Regions from separate parts of the Callithrix jacchus genome. Here region 2 is linked to region 1. The links are chromatin contacts, called in public Hi-C maps. All regions are on one chromosome and are shown on one strand. The core of a region is the stretch at or near the end of the contact, and the rest is flanking DNA. Distances in the headings are between cores, read along the strand shown. Region 1 holds the start of LOC103788701. Region 2 holds the start of TBL1XR1 (TBL1X/Y related 1).

Region 1 (6,816 bases), core at 2,166-4,665:
GCTCGGAGCTCGGGCTCTGCCGCCGCGGCGTCGGGGTCCCTGACGCCCAGCCCAGGCGGGGGCTCTGCTCCGGCTCCTCTGATGTTTACGTTTGGTCAAAAACTCCTCAGGCAGAAATAACTAATGCAGCCCCCCCCTCCCCCGGCCCCCTGGAAGCTTTTACCACGTGGCAGAGCTGGGTTACAAAGGGGGAGTTGAGGCGCCAATGGGGAGGAGAAGAAAGGCCTCCGTGTTCCCTCCCCCACCCTGCAGGGGCCTCCCTGTTAGGCTGCAGAGCCGAGGGTCGCCCTCTGGGGTGGAGTTCCCTCTGCAGAAGCCCCCTTGGGAAATTGCAGCTCCGCAGTGGTGACATTTTATGGGCCATGATTTGCTGTGTTTATGGCTCCGGCGGTGCAGGTGCAGAGTCGTGGGCTCCCGTTCTCGCCCTGCAAATTGCTCACCGTGCAATCCGTCATCTTCAAGGCTAGGTGTGAACCGGGCAGGGCTGCCCTTAAAACGAATTGCAGCGAGAGGCCGGGATCTGGAAGGAAGCGCTCCCACTCGGGGCGTGGCCTTCCCCGCAGGGTCTGGGCCTTTCCCTCCGGCCCCGCGGTGCGCGCCCACCCGCTTAGCGGTCGCTCGTCGGGGGTTCTGAGTGCGCAGGCCCGGGCCCGCCTGCAGAGCTCCGGTCCTGCCTGTTTCAGGCCTGCGGAAATCCTCCAGCGAGCAAGGCCTCGCGCCGGCCTCTGCCCCACCCAACTGTGAGGAGCGGCTCCTCCTCCGAGGCCTGTAGTTTTTCTCCCGCGGAGTGGGCTGGGTGGGAGCACCGCGTGGCACCAACGGCACGGGGGCTTGGGAACCTCCTGGACTTGAGCCCTACCCGTCGTGTTCGCTCTGAGTGTGGAGAGGGTGCTTGCCCTCTCTGCAGCCCGCGTCTTAAAATGGGAGTAGGAACAAGCGCCTCAATCGTGGTTCTGAGGATTAAGTGAAACTCAGATTTCATAAGACCCCCTTTTTAAGGTAGGCGCTCGCCTTCCAGAGTCAAGTTCCACTCGGCTCAGAGCCCCTGTGGTTTTCTGAAAACGGTCAGCAAAAGTGCTAGACCCATTGTTTCCTAAATTCAGCCCTTCCCCCTACCCTCCCGGCTCTGTAGAGCCCGCAGCCTCTTCCAACCCACTTCCACCTTCACCCACACCCACAGGCTAACAGGGCAGAACTGTTTTGTTGACGGGGTGGGGGTGGGGGTGGGTGGGGGCGGGGAGGTGGAAACTGTACCTCTGACCTAAGCTTGACCATTCACAGCCCTTCTCAAATTTCCCTCCCCCACCTTGCCACAGGGGATTGGTCCCAGCGGGAAGACCTGACATATTTGAGTCCAATCAGAAGCCTTCTTGGGAAATTTTGAAACTGGAAGTAAAAAGTCAGTTTCTCCCCAGGGCTAAAACGGCAAGATGTTATAATGCATGCCCATGTTTCCCAGGGTCAGGAGAGGAGAGGCCAGTCTGAAGGCAGAACTCATGATAGGGACAGGGACAGAAACAGATAGAGATCTAGCAAAAGACAGAGGTAGAGCCAGAGCCAGCCAGTCTGGGGGAGAGGGCCGAGGCCAGCAAGAGTCTGATGTCACTGGCAGCACCGGTTCCGGGGTCCCTGCTACAGCCCCGCCTGCCCCCGGTTCCTTGTGACAACCCATTATTTTTAACAACAAATTCTTACTGTTTAACTTAGTTTGTGTTTTTGTTGCTTGTAATCCAAAAATCCCACCATGGCCTTTACTAGATTAATTTACACAGTATGTCAGCTGAGATCAAGACAAGCTCCCCATCCCCTATCATAAACCCCTAGAGACGTCTTTTATCCTCCACAGTACAGGCCAGTGCCCCGTAACAAGGTGCTCAATACATGCTCTTCAGATCGCACTGAGCAAGTTGTGAGTGGACAGGAAGTGCCCTGGTGGCTGCTGAAAGTGGTTAACTTCAACTGGTTAATTTAAAGGGAAAGCATCACCAATTGCCGCAGCCTTCTAGAAACCCATTTATTGTACCCTGGTGGTAATCAGGGCTTATTCAAGAGACTAGAAAGAGAAAAGAGAAGAAACTTTATCCCCTCTAAATTGCATTTAATAAAATTTTTGGAGAAAGTGAGTGAATCGTCAGGCTTAATAATTTCCCCTGGGCCTTTGTTGGAGGGAGGCTGAGGAAATGTACACTATTCCACATTTATAGGACAGGAGATCAGCATTTTATCTGAGAGTAGAATGCAGTCGTGGCTTACCCTCTTTTTTTTCCCCCCTCATTTGTTTCCAAAGGGTTTTTTTCCAGCCCATGAGTCACTTCCAGTCAGATTCAAAGACAAAAGCCGGCTAATTGTGTGTTCATGAGACAGGGTCCCACCCTGCCTTATCTGAACACCCTTTCTAGCTCAGAGAAGACAGAGCAGTTTGCAGCCTATAAGGCCCTGGGTTGAGCCTGTGACACGCCGCTTCTGGGTAGGGCTTTTTAGGGAGCAGTCTAAGCCCTTCGATCTCCCTCTGGCATCTGGCAGCTGACAGTACCTTGGGGCGTTTCCTTGCCAGTGTTATTTTCAGTCCAGAACTGTGCAGTCTCCTCTGTTCCTAAGGCACCCTGTTGAGCCCAGAGAGATAAAGGTGAATTTAAAAGGAGGCCCAAACCCTCTTGCAATTTATCAAATAATGAAGGAGAAAGGCAGAGAAGAAGCAGCTTTGAGGGCGCCGGAAGAGTGATTTCTCCACGCCATCCCCTTGCCATCTCTCGGCGGCATTTTACCTCGTGACTTTCCAACTACTGGAAACACTTTATCTGGAGACTTCTCTGATGTTACTTTCTTGTCTTCCAAGCAGTTGTCTATTCCCCACCCCCACTTATTCCCTGTCTTCATGCCTAATTCTCCTTCTTTCTAGATATCTTTCACTTCCAGATAATGGTACCATATCACATCCACCTGGCTGCTCATGACAAAGAGGTGATTCCTGATATATATATATATATATTTTTTTTTTTTTAATCAATTTATTTATTTTTGAGACAGAGTCTTGCTCAGTTGCCCAGGCCGGAGTGCAGTGGCATGATCTTGGCTCAGTGTAGCCTCTGCCTCCCAGGTTCAAAGGATTCTCAAGCCTTAGCCTCCTCAGTAGCTGGGATGACAGGTGCCCACCACCACACCCAGCTAATTTTTATATTTTTAGTAAAGATGGGGTTTCCCCAGGTTGGTTAGGCTAGTCCCAAACTCTTGTCCTCAGGTAATCTGTCCACCTCAGCCTCCCAAAGTGCTGGGATTCCAGGCGTGATTTGTTCCCTTCTGTCATTCACTACCCCCAGTCCATCAGCTGGTTTCCCTCCAGAATTGTCTGTCTGCATGCACTCCTCCATCTCCACTGCCACCATGCAGCAAAGACGTCGCATCTCTCCACGGCTCATGGGCCAGAACCTCTGCCGGAACCCCAGCACACTTCGAGCACTACTGAAACTCCTTGTCTAGGCCTCCCATGCCTTCTGTCATTTGCTCCCTTTATTCCTTCCCTCCACCTTCCCCCAGTTGAGGCCACCGCTACCACTGGAGACCCTTTTCTCTTCTTCCACCACTTCACTTCTTTCCACTAAGGCCTCTGCTCAGTTGGTTCCCCCTGCCTGGAAGACTGGCCCTTCCTGACCTGGCTCCTCTATATCTGTCTTAAGACAGTTAAGGCGCTAGAACAAAAATACCATTGATATGGTTTGGGTATTTGTCTCCTCCAAATCTCCCATTGAATGGTAATCCACCAGAGTTGGAGGTGGGCTTGTGGGAGGTGTTTGGATCACGGGGGCAGATCACTCATGAATTTCTTGGTGCTATTCTCACAATAGTAAGTTCTCAGGAGACCTGGTTGTTTAAAAGTGTGTGGCACCTCCCTGCACTCTTGCTCCCGTTCTCACCATGTGACATGCCTGCTCCCCCTTCACCTTCTACCATGATTGTAAGCTTCCTGAGACCTTCCCAAGAGCAGATGCCAACACCACGTGTCCTGTACTGTCTCACAACCAGGTTCCAATTAAACTTCTTTTCTTTACAATTTACCCAGCCTCAGGTATTTCTTTATAACAATGCAAAAGCAGCCTGATACAATCACAAACAGGTGGCTTAAACAATAGAATTTTTTTTTGAGAGGGAGTCTTACTCTATAGCCCAGGCTGGAGTGCAGTGGCTCAATCTCGGCTCACTGCAACCTCTGCCTCCCATGTCCCAGTTCAAGCAATTCTCCTGCCTCAGTCTCCCAAGTAGCTGGGATTACAGGCACACACCACCATGCCCAGCTAATTTTTGTATTTTGACTAGAGACAGGGTTTCACCATCTTGGCCAGGCTGGTCTTGAACTCCTAACCTTGTGATCTGCCTGCCTGGGCCTCCCAAAGTGCTGGGATTACAAGCATGAGCCACCACACCTGGCCAACAACAGAAATTTATTTCTCACAGTTCTAGAGGTTGGGAAGTCCAAGGCCACAGCTAGCAAATTCAGTTCCTGGTTAGAGCCTTCTTCCTGATTTGTAGGTGAACATCTTGCTATATCCTCACATAGTAGAGAGAGAAACCATCTTTCTTATGTCTTTTTTTTTTTTTTTTGAAGGCAGAGTCTCACTTCATTGCCCAGGCTGGAGTGCAATGGCACAATCTCAGTTTACTGCAACCTCCACCTCCTGGGTTCAAGTGATTCTCCTGCCTCAGCCTCCTGAGTAGCTGGGATTACAGGCACGCACCACCACACCCAGCTAATTTTTGTATTTTTACTAGAGACGGAGTTCACCATCTTGGCCAGGCCTCAAACTCCTGATCTTGTGATCTGCCCACCTCAGCCTCCCAAAGCATTGGGATTACAGGCGTGGGCCACCACACCTCGCCTCATATCTCTCTTTTTTTTTTTTAAGACAGTCTCATTGTCGCCCAGGCTGCAGTGCAGTGGCACAATCTCGACTCAACTGCAACCTCTGCCTCTGCCTCCTGGGTTCACGTGATTCTCCTGCCTCAGACTTCCAAGTAGCTGGGACTACAGGCACATGCCACTACAAACAGCTAATTTTCGTATTTTTAGTAGAGACAGGGTTTCACATGTCGACCAGGATGGTCTCAATCTCTTGACCTTGTGATCCGCCCACCTCGGCCTCCCAAAGTGCTGGGATTACAAGTGTGAGCCACCACACCCTGCCATGTCTCTTCTTATAAAGGCACTAAGACTATTTATGAGAGTGTCACCCTCATGACCTAATCACCTCCAAAGACCCCATGACCCCACCTCCAAATACCATCACATCAGGGTTTGGAGCTTCAGTATAGGAATCTGGTAGGGACACAAACATGCATTGCATGGCAGCATCCTTCAGGTTTCAGTTCAGTGGTCAGCCCCCTAGAAAGGCCTTCCATGACCCCTACATCTCACATTCCATCACACACTCAGTTTATGGCTGGCACCCAGCTACCATAATCTACAGTAATCAGTTCTTCCACCTGTTTGTTTATTTCCGTCTTCCCTGTCTTCCCATTGGAACATAATCTCCAGGAAAGCGGAGAGAGATCTTATCAGGCTGGCTCATTGTTCATTAATGAGTTCATTGACTAGAGCCTTTCATAACAGGTACACAGTAAGTCTTTTTTGATGAATCAGTGCAGATAGTAGAGAGAGGTCAGTACAGACATGCCTGAGTTAACTCCTCAAGAAAACGTGGAAGTTCACCAGGTGAATGAGGAGAAAGGCATTTCCGAAAGGCACAAAGGTATGTGTTCAGGGAAGTCTCTCTTGACCCCACTGCCCCTACAGCTGCTGCCTCATTGCTCTGCTAGCTAAGCAATGCTCTGAAGGGTTATCTAGGCTCACTTTGATCATTCCTCTTCTCCCTTTTTCTTCTCTACTTCTTGCCAGGCAGGCATGTTCCCCCACCACTCAGCCAAAAGTGCTCTTCTTAAGGTTAATAATAACCTCTGGCCAGGCACAGTGGCTCATACCTGTAATCCCAGCACTTTGGGAGGCCAAGGCAGGCAGATTACTTGAAGTCAGGAGTTCAAGACCAACCTGGCCAACATGGTGAAACCCTGTCTCTACTAAAAATACAAAAATTAGCCGGGCGTGGTGGCATGCACCTATAATCCGAGCTACTGGGGAGGCTGAGGCAAGAGAATCACTTGAACCCGAGAGGCAGAGGTTGTAGTGAGCTGAGATCATGTCACTGCACTCCAGCCTGTGCAACAGAGCAAGACCTCGTCTCAAAAAATAAATAAATAACCTCCATATTGCCAAGTCCAGTGGTCAGTTTTTAGCCTCATCCTATTAACTTATCTGCAGCATATGATACAATTTTTTTGTTGCTGTTGTTTTTGTTTTGTTTTGTTTTGTTTGAGACAATGTTTTGCTCTGTCGCCCAGGCTGGTGTGCAGTGGCTCAATCTCAGCTCACTGCAACCTCTGCCTCCCGAGATCAAGCTATTCTCTTGCCTCAGCCTTCTGAGTAGCTGGGACCACAGGCATGTGCCACCACGCCCGGCTAATTTTTGTATTATTAGTAGAGACGGGGTTTCACCATATTGGCCAGGCTGCTCTTGAACACCTGACCTCATGATCTTCCCGCCTCAGCCTCCCAGAGTGCTGGGATTACAGGCATGAGCCACCATGCCTGAACGCATCTGATTTAGTTAATTACAGTTCCTTCCCGAATCACTTTCCGCACTTGGTATCCGGGATGCTGCTCTATTGATTGTTCTCCTCCCTCACTGACTGCACCTTCTCAATCTCCTTGCTAATTCCTTTGCTGCGCCCATTTTCTGTCCTCTGAATACTGGAACACTCCACACTCAA
Region 2 (7,112 bases), core at 4,219-6,718, 150 kb after region 1:
TAGAATATAGCACAACATGCTACATTGTTCTTTTGTAGGTAATATTCCTTCTGTCCAGAACATTCCTTTTTCTGATAGTGGCATACTCCCCCTGCCACTTTCTTTAGTTTTTTGCTCACATGTTACCTTAACTGAGCAGCCTTCTCTAAACTCCATATCTAAAATAACATAAACTGGCTAGGTGGTGGGTCATGCCTATAATCCTGGCACTTTGGGAGGTGAGGTGGGAGGGCTGGTGAGCCCAGGAGTTTAAGGTTACAATGAGCTATGATCATACCATTGCATTGGAGTCTGGGTGCCAGAATAAGACCCTACCTCTAAAACACAAGAAAATAAAATAACATATATACCCATTACCCCACTTTATTTCATTTAAGCTTGATTTTCTTCTTCTTTCTTTTTTTAAATATATATATATACTTTTTTTATTGTACCTTAGGTTCTGGGGTACATGTGCAGATCATGCAGGATAGTTGCATAGGTACACATATGGCAATGTGCTGCCTCCAACCCCCCATCACCTATACCTGGCATTTCTTGCCATGTTATCCTTGCCCACACTCCCCACTGCCCCCCCCCGCCATCCCTCCCCTGGCCTCCACAACAGACCCCAGTGTGTGATGCTCCCCAACCTGTGTCCACGTGTTCTCACTGTTCAACACCGGCCTGTGAGTGAGAACATGTGGTGTTTGATTTTCTGTTCTTGTGTCAGTTCGCTGAGAATGATGGTTTCCAGATTCTTTACATGTCCCTACCAAGGACATGAACTCATCATTTTTTATGGCTGCGTAGTATTCCATGGGGTATATGTGCCACATTTTCTTTGTCCGGTTTATCATTGATGGGCGTAAGCTTGGTTTTCTTTTACGTGCCTTTCTAGCAGCTAGTTGTGGTCATAAGACCAAGCACTGGCCAGTGGAATATTAGAGGAAATGATAAATGCAACTGCCAGGATGTGCCCTGAAAGGAAACGCATGGCCCTTGCCAATGGCTGGAATTTGGAAATAATGGCAGGAGCAAGAAAGACCAACTTAGACCACTGGATGGAAGATATATGCTCAGATAGAACAATCTGGGTCTTTGACATCTCACTCCAGAATGCCAGTCACATGGCAAACAAGATGCACTTTTATCTTGTTTAAGCCAATTTTTATTTTCATTTTTTTTTTTTTTATTATATATTTTTCAGACGGGGTTTCACCATGTTGGTCAGGCTGGTGGTCTTGAACTCCCGACCTCAGGTGATTCGCCCACCTTGGCCTCCAAAGTGCCTGGATTACAGGTGTGAGCCACCACGCCCAGCCGTTTAAGCTTTCTCTATTGCTTTGTTTGTTTTTTTACAGTGGTCAAACAGTAGCCTAATATAGACATAGTTTTTGAAAGTCTGTCTGTACTCCCAACTCTCATCCAATGTGGGACTGGAATGTAAGCCCCGTGAAGAGTAGGGGCTGTTTTTTGGTTCACTGAAACAGTGCCTGACACACTAAACATTCAGTAAACATTGAATGAATGAATAGCAAAACCATCAACACAGTACTAGGCCTGGAGTGCTCCCCTGAGGAAGAATGTGGCTGGTCAGTATAAGTAGGCGATTGGTACAGCAACATGCTGCGTGTGTGGCTGGTTTTCTGTTTTGACTGAATCACAATCGCAGAATATGACCTGCTATTTTCATTATCTGAGAGGCATAAACACTTGTAACATAGTTGTATATTTCTTTTGTAAGTTAAATGAAGACTCTCAGGTAAAGTTTATTGTGGTAATGAAATTGGGTCATAGAAGCATGGAAAACTGTGACGAGGTTCACACCCATGAGGAAAGGTCACAAGCAACACACTGTGCATTGAAGGAGAAAAGCAGCTTTTGTACTGAGATCTCGAGATGTGTAGCTGGCATGTGCCTCATCTCGGAAGAACCACAAAGAATCGCACAAGTCAGTCAAAATGAAACGGAAACATCTGAGGGTATCATCAAGACGCCTGGGGTAAAAGCCACTGAGTTCCAGGGTAAGTAAACACTGTAAAATGAGTTATAGCACTAGGAGAATATTTTTGGTATCAAATGTCTTTTTTATGCAATTAAGTTTGTTTTGAATACTTTATGTAGATGAACTAATATAAACAATTTAAAACATCATGATGATTTAAAAATATATACAGTAATGAGACCCTGTAGTCCTGGAATTAAACCAGTTTAACTTTAAAATAGTCCATGTCTTGAGTGAGGAAAGTTGCAAAGATGTAGGCTATCATGCCATACCACACTCCTCTGGGATAATATTACTGAACTATTTGTTTAGTCATTTTACAATACATAGATACATATGTAACTTCTGATAACAGTACTGGTATGAGGCTTCTCTTTATTGAGTAATTAGCTAGAAAGTCCAAGATAACTTTTTTTTTTGAGACCAAGTCTCACTCTGTTGCCCAGGCTGGAGTGCAGTGGAGCGATCTTGGCTTACTGCAACCTCTGCCTCCTGGGTTCGAGTGATTCTCCTGCCTCAGCCTCCCCGGTAGCTGGGACTACAGGTGCATGCTCCCATGCCTGGCTAATTTTTTCTATTTTTAGTAGAGACAGGGTTTCACCATGTTAGCAAGGATGGTCTCCTGACCTCATGATCTGCCTGCCTTGGCCTCCCAATGTGCTAGGATTACAGGTGTGAGCCACCACACCCATGGCCAAGAAATTCTTCATGCATTCCTTTGCTTTACAATTTCTTAGTAACAATCTTTCCTTTCTAGAAACATATTGACATTTAATTCAAAGTGTAATAGCACTTTTAGATTAGGACAAAGTACCGGAAATTAGTAAAATAGTTCTTTCTTTGTCCTTTCCTTGCCCAGTGAGTCTAATCATTGCTTGTATTTTGGTGCAGCCCTGATCTTTTATGCTGTATATGTTGGGACAGCTACAGGGTGAGACGACAATACATGTCACCTTTGAGTGATGCTTTATTTCTCTGATTATTTGATGTTGAAGCCACACTGTTGTTTCAGATAGTTTCCAGAATATAGAAATCAAAGCGATCAAAATATGATCTTACTTCAAACCCCCTTTGCTGGAGGAATCAAGGCCTTTCCACATTTGGGTGCCTCCCCCTACCTTTGTTTAAAAGTACTCCAGGTCTCTCTTCAATTAGTATGATCCAACAGTGGTGAGCAAAGCACACTTTATTGGAATGAATTTATGGTGCAAGTCCCCAACCTCAATGATCTTCAGGATATTCAAAGGCAGTAATTTACGCACAGAAACATCTTGTCAACTACAGGGATATAAACAAATGCATACATTTTTATTATCATTGTAATGAGGCTCAACTAACACTGAACAACTTTAGGAGGCAGATTGGTGTAGGGTGTAAGAACTTGAGGCTGGAAGGCCTGATCAGAGGGTGTCTCCCCCCTTGTGGAGTAAGGGATAGAGGTCATTTAGGGGAAAGAGAAAGGGTGGGGTGGACAGCTTTGAATATGACTCTTTAAAAACTGGTATGCTTGAGAAATCCTCATTCACTGAAAGTGTGTTTATGGTCACTGCAGTATGGAGAAGACCTGCTTGTGGTGGTACAATATGAAACTTCAAAAACAATCCAAGTAATCCAATAGATATGTTTCACTGGGTGGTTCAACTTAGAGACAGTGTGCTTATTGAAGACAGGATATGATTAGTGATATTCATGTCATTAATCAACAAAAAAAAACAAAAGGAAGCTACAATACTCATCAATTCTGAAATAAAGTCTTTTCAAAGGTGTTAGTTCTGAGGTAAACAAGCCTCAGCTTCAGAATCCAACTGAATTGCAAAACTTGCTTTGCGCTGTTTCCCGGTACACTCTGCACAGTGTTTTGGAAACCTGCAGTTATCTAAATTCCCATCGGGTGACATTGTTTAATCCAACATTCCCTCTTTCATACATGAAAATACCTCTAAGGACACACCACTGATACGCTTTGAACTCCCTTTCTGGTGGTTGGAAGGGAGTTTCCAATCCCACTCCCTTTCCTCTGATGGTTTTCCTGCTCCCTGCCCCACTGTGTCATTCAAGAAGGGCCTCTGGCAGCTCCGCCAAGCAAGGGCTCATGGGGAAAAGAGACATTGACCTTGGCTAAGTAAGCACCTGTCTAATCACTGAACTTATTAGGCCACCGGGAGTCCAGACTGGTGCAAGTTACTTCAATTAATACGTGTGTGTGTGTATACACAGAACTTTAGGCTTCTGATATTGACATGAAAAGATGGTTGCTTTAAAATGATCAGGACACCTATTTAAAATATTGTGATGAAAGTATAAAAACCGTACCCTTCACCTTTAAGAAAGCTGCAAACATTATTTTGCTTTGAAGGCAGTAATAACCGAAATAGCAAAAAGGTTTCAAGTCGTATCTTAACTAAAAGGGTGGCTGCTTCTCCAGTGCTGAGCTTATACAAAGCTGTAAGAAGCACCCCACCCCAGCTTTCTGAAAGTCTTAGAAAGATTACCACCCATTTGCCTCAAAACCTGTGAGGTGCTGCCCTTCTTTAAAAACGACCCTCCCTCAATCATACTGCCACATTGTCACTCATCTAAGTTATACCTTATAAACCGCCTTCCTGTGCTTCACACATGCAAAAAGTACACAGAGTGGATAAACTTCTACTGTGGATGCCGCCGTGGAGGTATATATTTAGTAAACATTTAGTTACATTATTTTATTTTGTGAAATAAGAACTGATCGACCAAACCTTTCAAACAGACCCACCAGATGATAAATACCACCATATGCTTGCTTCGCAGTACATTTGGGCATAAACACTTCAATTTCAGCTTTGTGTTTAGTATCAAAAACCTTTTCTTGTGTGCGTGTGTTTTCTCTCCAGATCCCGTGCTCTGGATCACATTTCGAAAGTCGCTTATTACAGATAAAGCACCTTTCCAGGTACGCTTCGGAAAACCATATGTATTTACGCACACAAAGGTATGCACAGAGATTTTCACAACAAACGTCCTTATGATGCCGCGCCGCGCTCCCGCACATGCTGCCGCGTGTGCGCCCAGCCCCCAGCGCTGCCGGGCCGCCCCCCGGACACGCGGGAGTCCGCGGCCTCCTTAGGAAACTTCGCCGGCGTTTCCACCCCGGCCCCGGCGCGGGCCTCCCCACCCCCACCCGCCCGGGGCCCAGCGGCCCACACCCGAGCACGCCCAGGCCGGCCCGCGGCGGTGGGGTGGGGTGGGGTGGGGGCGGGGCGGGCGGCCGGGTCCCGAGGCGCCTCCGAGCGCCCGCGGGGTTCGCCCGATTTTTAAAAGAATGCGCCGCACACGCCCAGCCCCCAGCGCCGCCGGAGCGGGCAGGGAGGGAGGAGAGCGTCGCCGCCGGAGCCCCCCCCGCCGCGCCGCCGCCTCCCCGCGTCCGCGGCGCCCCTCCCCCGCCGGCCCCTCCCCCGCGCGCCCGCCCGCTCGCCCGCCCGCCCGGCGCAGGCCGCTCGGGTTTGTTTTGCTGCGCGGCCGCCGCCGCCGCCGCCGCCGCCGCCGCGGGCCTCGCGAGCTCATTTGTGCCTGGCTGGTCCCCATTCCTCTCTCCCCAGTGTTGAGTGTCTGAGCCGTTGGCTGCTCCGAACCGTTTGGCTCTTTCCCTTAGTAACAGCTTTTACCTTCTGCCTCAATTCCTCTCCCCGCTCGCGCCCTTCCCCCGCGCGCCGCCTCCCCCCGCCGCCGGCCGCGTGCGCCCCCGCCCCTCCCCCCGCGGCGGGAGCACCTCCGCTCGCCACCTGGGGACCCGCGCCGCGCTCCCCGCCCCCGCCCGCCCGGCGCCCATCCCCCGCGCCCTCCGCTCGCTGGGGTTATAATTGCCTCTCACCCCCCGGAGGGGTTATTTTGGGGGTGGTTGGAGGCGGTGGCGGCGGCGGCGAGGAGGGGAATTTCCTTGTGCCTCCATTCCTGGGAGGGGGGAGCGGCGTTGGAGGCCACCGTTTCCAGGTAAGCGCTGGGGGCCGGACCCCGGAGTGGGGGAGGCCGCGGGCCTGGGCTGGGGGCGCGGGCCGGAGGCGGCCGGGGGCGCTGGGCCGCGGGGGGGATGGGCGCGAGTGGAACATGCATTTTTCAACTTGGCCCTTGGGGGAACTGGGCTTGCGTGGGGGAGGGGAAGGCAGGGAGGGCACTTGGGGCGCCCCCATCCCCCCGTTTTCCTCAGGTTTCTTTGAAATGCTCACGTGCTTGCCCACCCCTGCCCTTTCCTGGTCTCGGGGGATCCTCACCCTAATTATGTTGTCCCCGAAAATGTGCACCTCGGCCTTCTCCCCCGTTCCACCCTTCGTGCATCTACACCCCCTTTTTGTGCGTGTGTGTATGAGGGGGGAGGCTTTCAGGAAAGGATTTGCAGCAAATTGAATCAAGGAGCCATCATGAGGCCGACTCCTTTATAGCCTATTTTTAGCAGAGGAGAAGGAGCTTTTCGGTGCATGCTATTTTGTGAAACCTCGGGCAGCGATGGAAATGCCCCCTCCCCGGGCGCGTCCCCGGCCCGGGAGCGGCGACCCCGGCCGGCGTGCGAGGGGCTGCGGGCGGCTGTTGGGGCCGCGCGTCCGGGGCGGGGGCGCCGGCCGGGGGAGGGGCGCGCGGCCGCCGGGCCTTGCTCCGGGACGTGTTTATTTGTAACTTAGTGCTTTTTATCCTCTCAAGGAGGTATTTGGTGGAGGCTCTTTGAAGTTGGGTTCAGGAGTGTAGAATTAGCAAAGTTATTGCCAGCTTCCTGGTAAGTTTGGGTGGCACAGAGTCACGCTATTTTCTGACAGTGTAAAGGCCACGTTGTGAGGGTGGTTTCTCTGTAACTTCCTCTTTGCAACCGATTTAATTTTTTGAGCAGAAGCAGACTTTTATTTACGTGGAATATTAATCTTAAATGGCAGCTCGAGGGAAGCCATGCATGTGTTAACGTGTTCAGTATTTTTGGAAGTTCTTAAATTGCTGAAACAGGCATCACTTCGCAGTGGCAACCGGGATTAAATTTAGGCTGTGAAAACGGTGTGTTTCATATAAAATTTGGGTTGTGGCTTTTAAAAATGCTCTCTTTGTTAGGTTATCTAAGTGTCTCTAAGATAATTTGATGATTACAAATGAGAAATGTTGGGAGCTAGTT

What was found. A called contact is a pair of places that touch in the nucleus more often than the background predicts.
Region 2: a Hi-C map of skeletal muscle shows a contact between it and region 1, with 8 times the contacts expected there. The contact joins the promoter of TBL1XR1 here to the promoter of LOC103788701 in region 1. A contact is called at or near these places in 2 of 3 Hi-C or Micro-C datasets (both in skeletal muscle).

The regions. Positions count from the first base shown.
Region 1 is chr17:9,544,840-9,551,655 of calJac240_pri, forward strand. It overlaps LOC103788701, which reads right to left and starts at 3,416. Exons shown (of 8, transcript XM_078355020.1): 1 at 3,312-3,416; 2 at 2,534-2,603; 3 at 1,307-1,386; 4 at 441-855. The coding sequence starts at 3,416.
Region 2 is chr17:9,695,651-9,702,762 of calJac240_pri, forward strand. It overlaps TBL1XR1 (TBL1X/Y related 1), which reads left to right and starts at 5,469. Exons shown (of 14, transcript XM_035278097.3): 1 at 5,469-5,953. It overlaps LOC144579870, which reads left to right and starts at 1,860. Exons shown (of 2, transcript XM_078353826.1): 1 at 1,860-2,006; 2 at 4,858-5,412. The coding sequence starts at 1,895. The coding sequence ends at 5,090.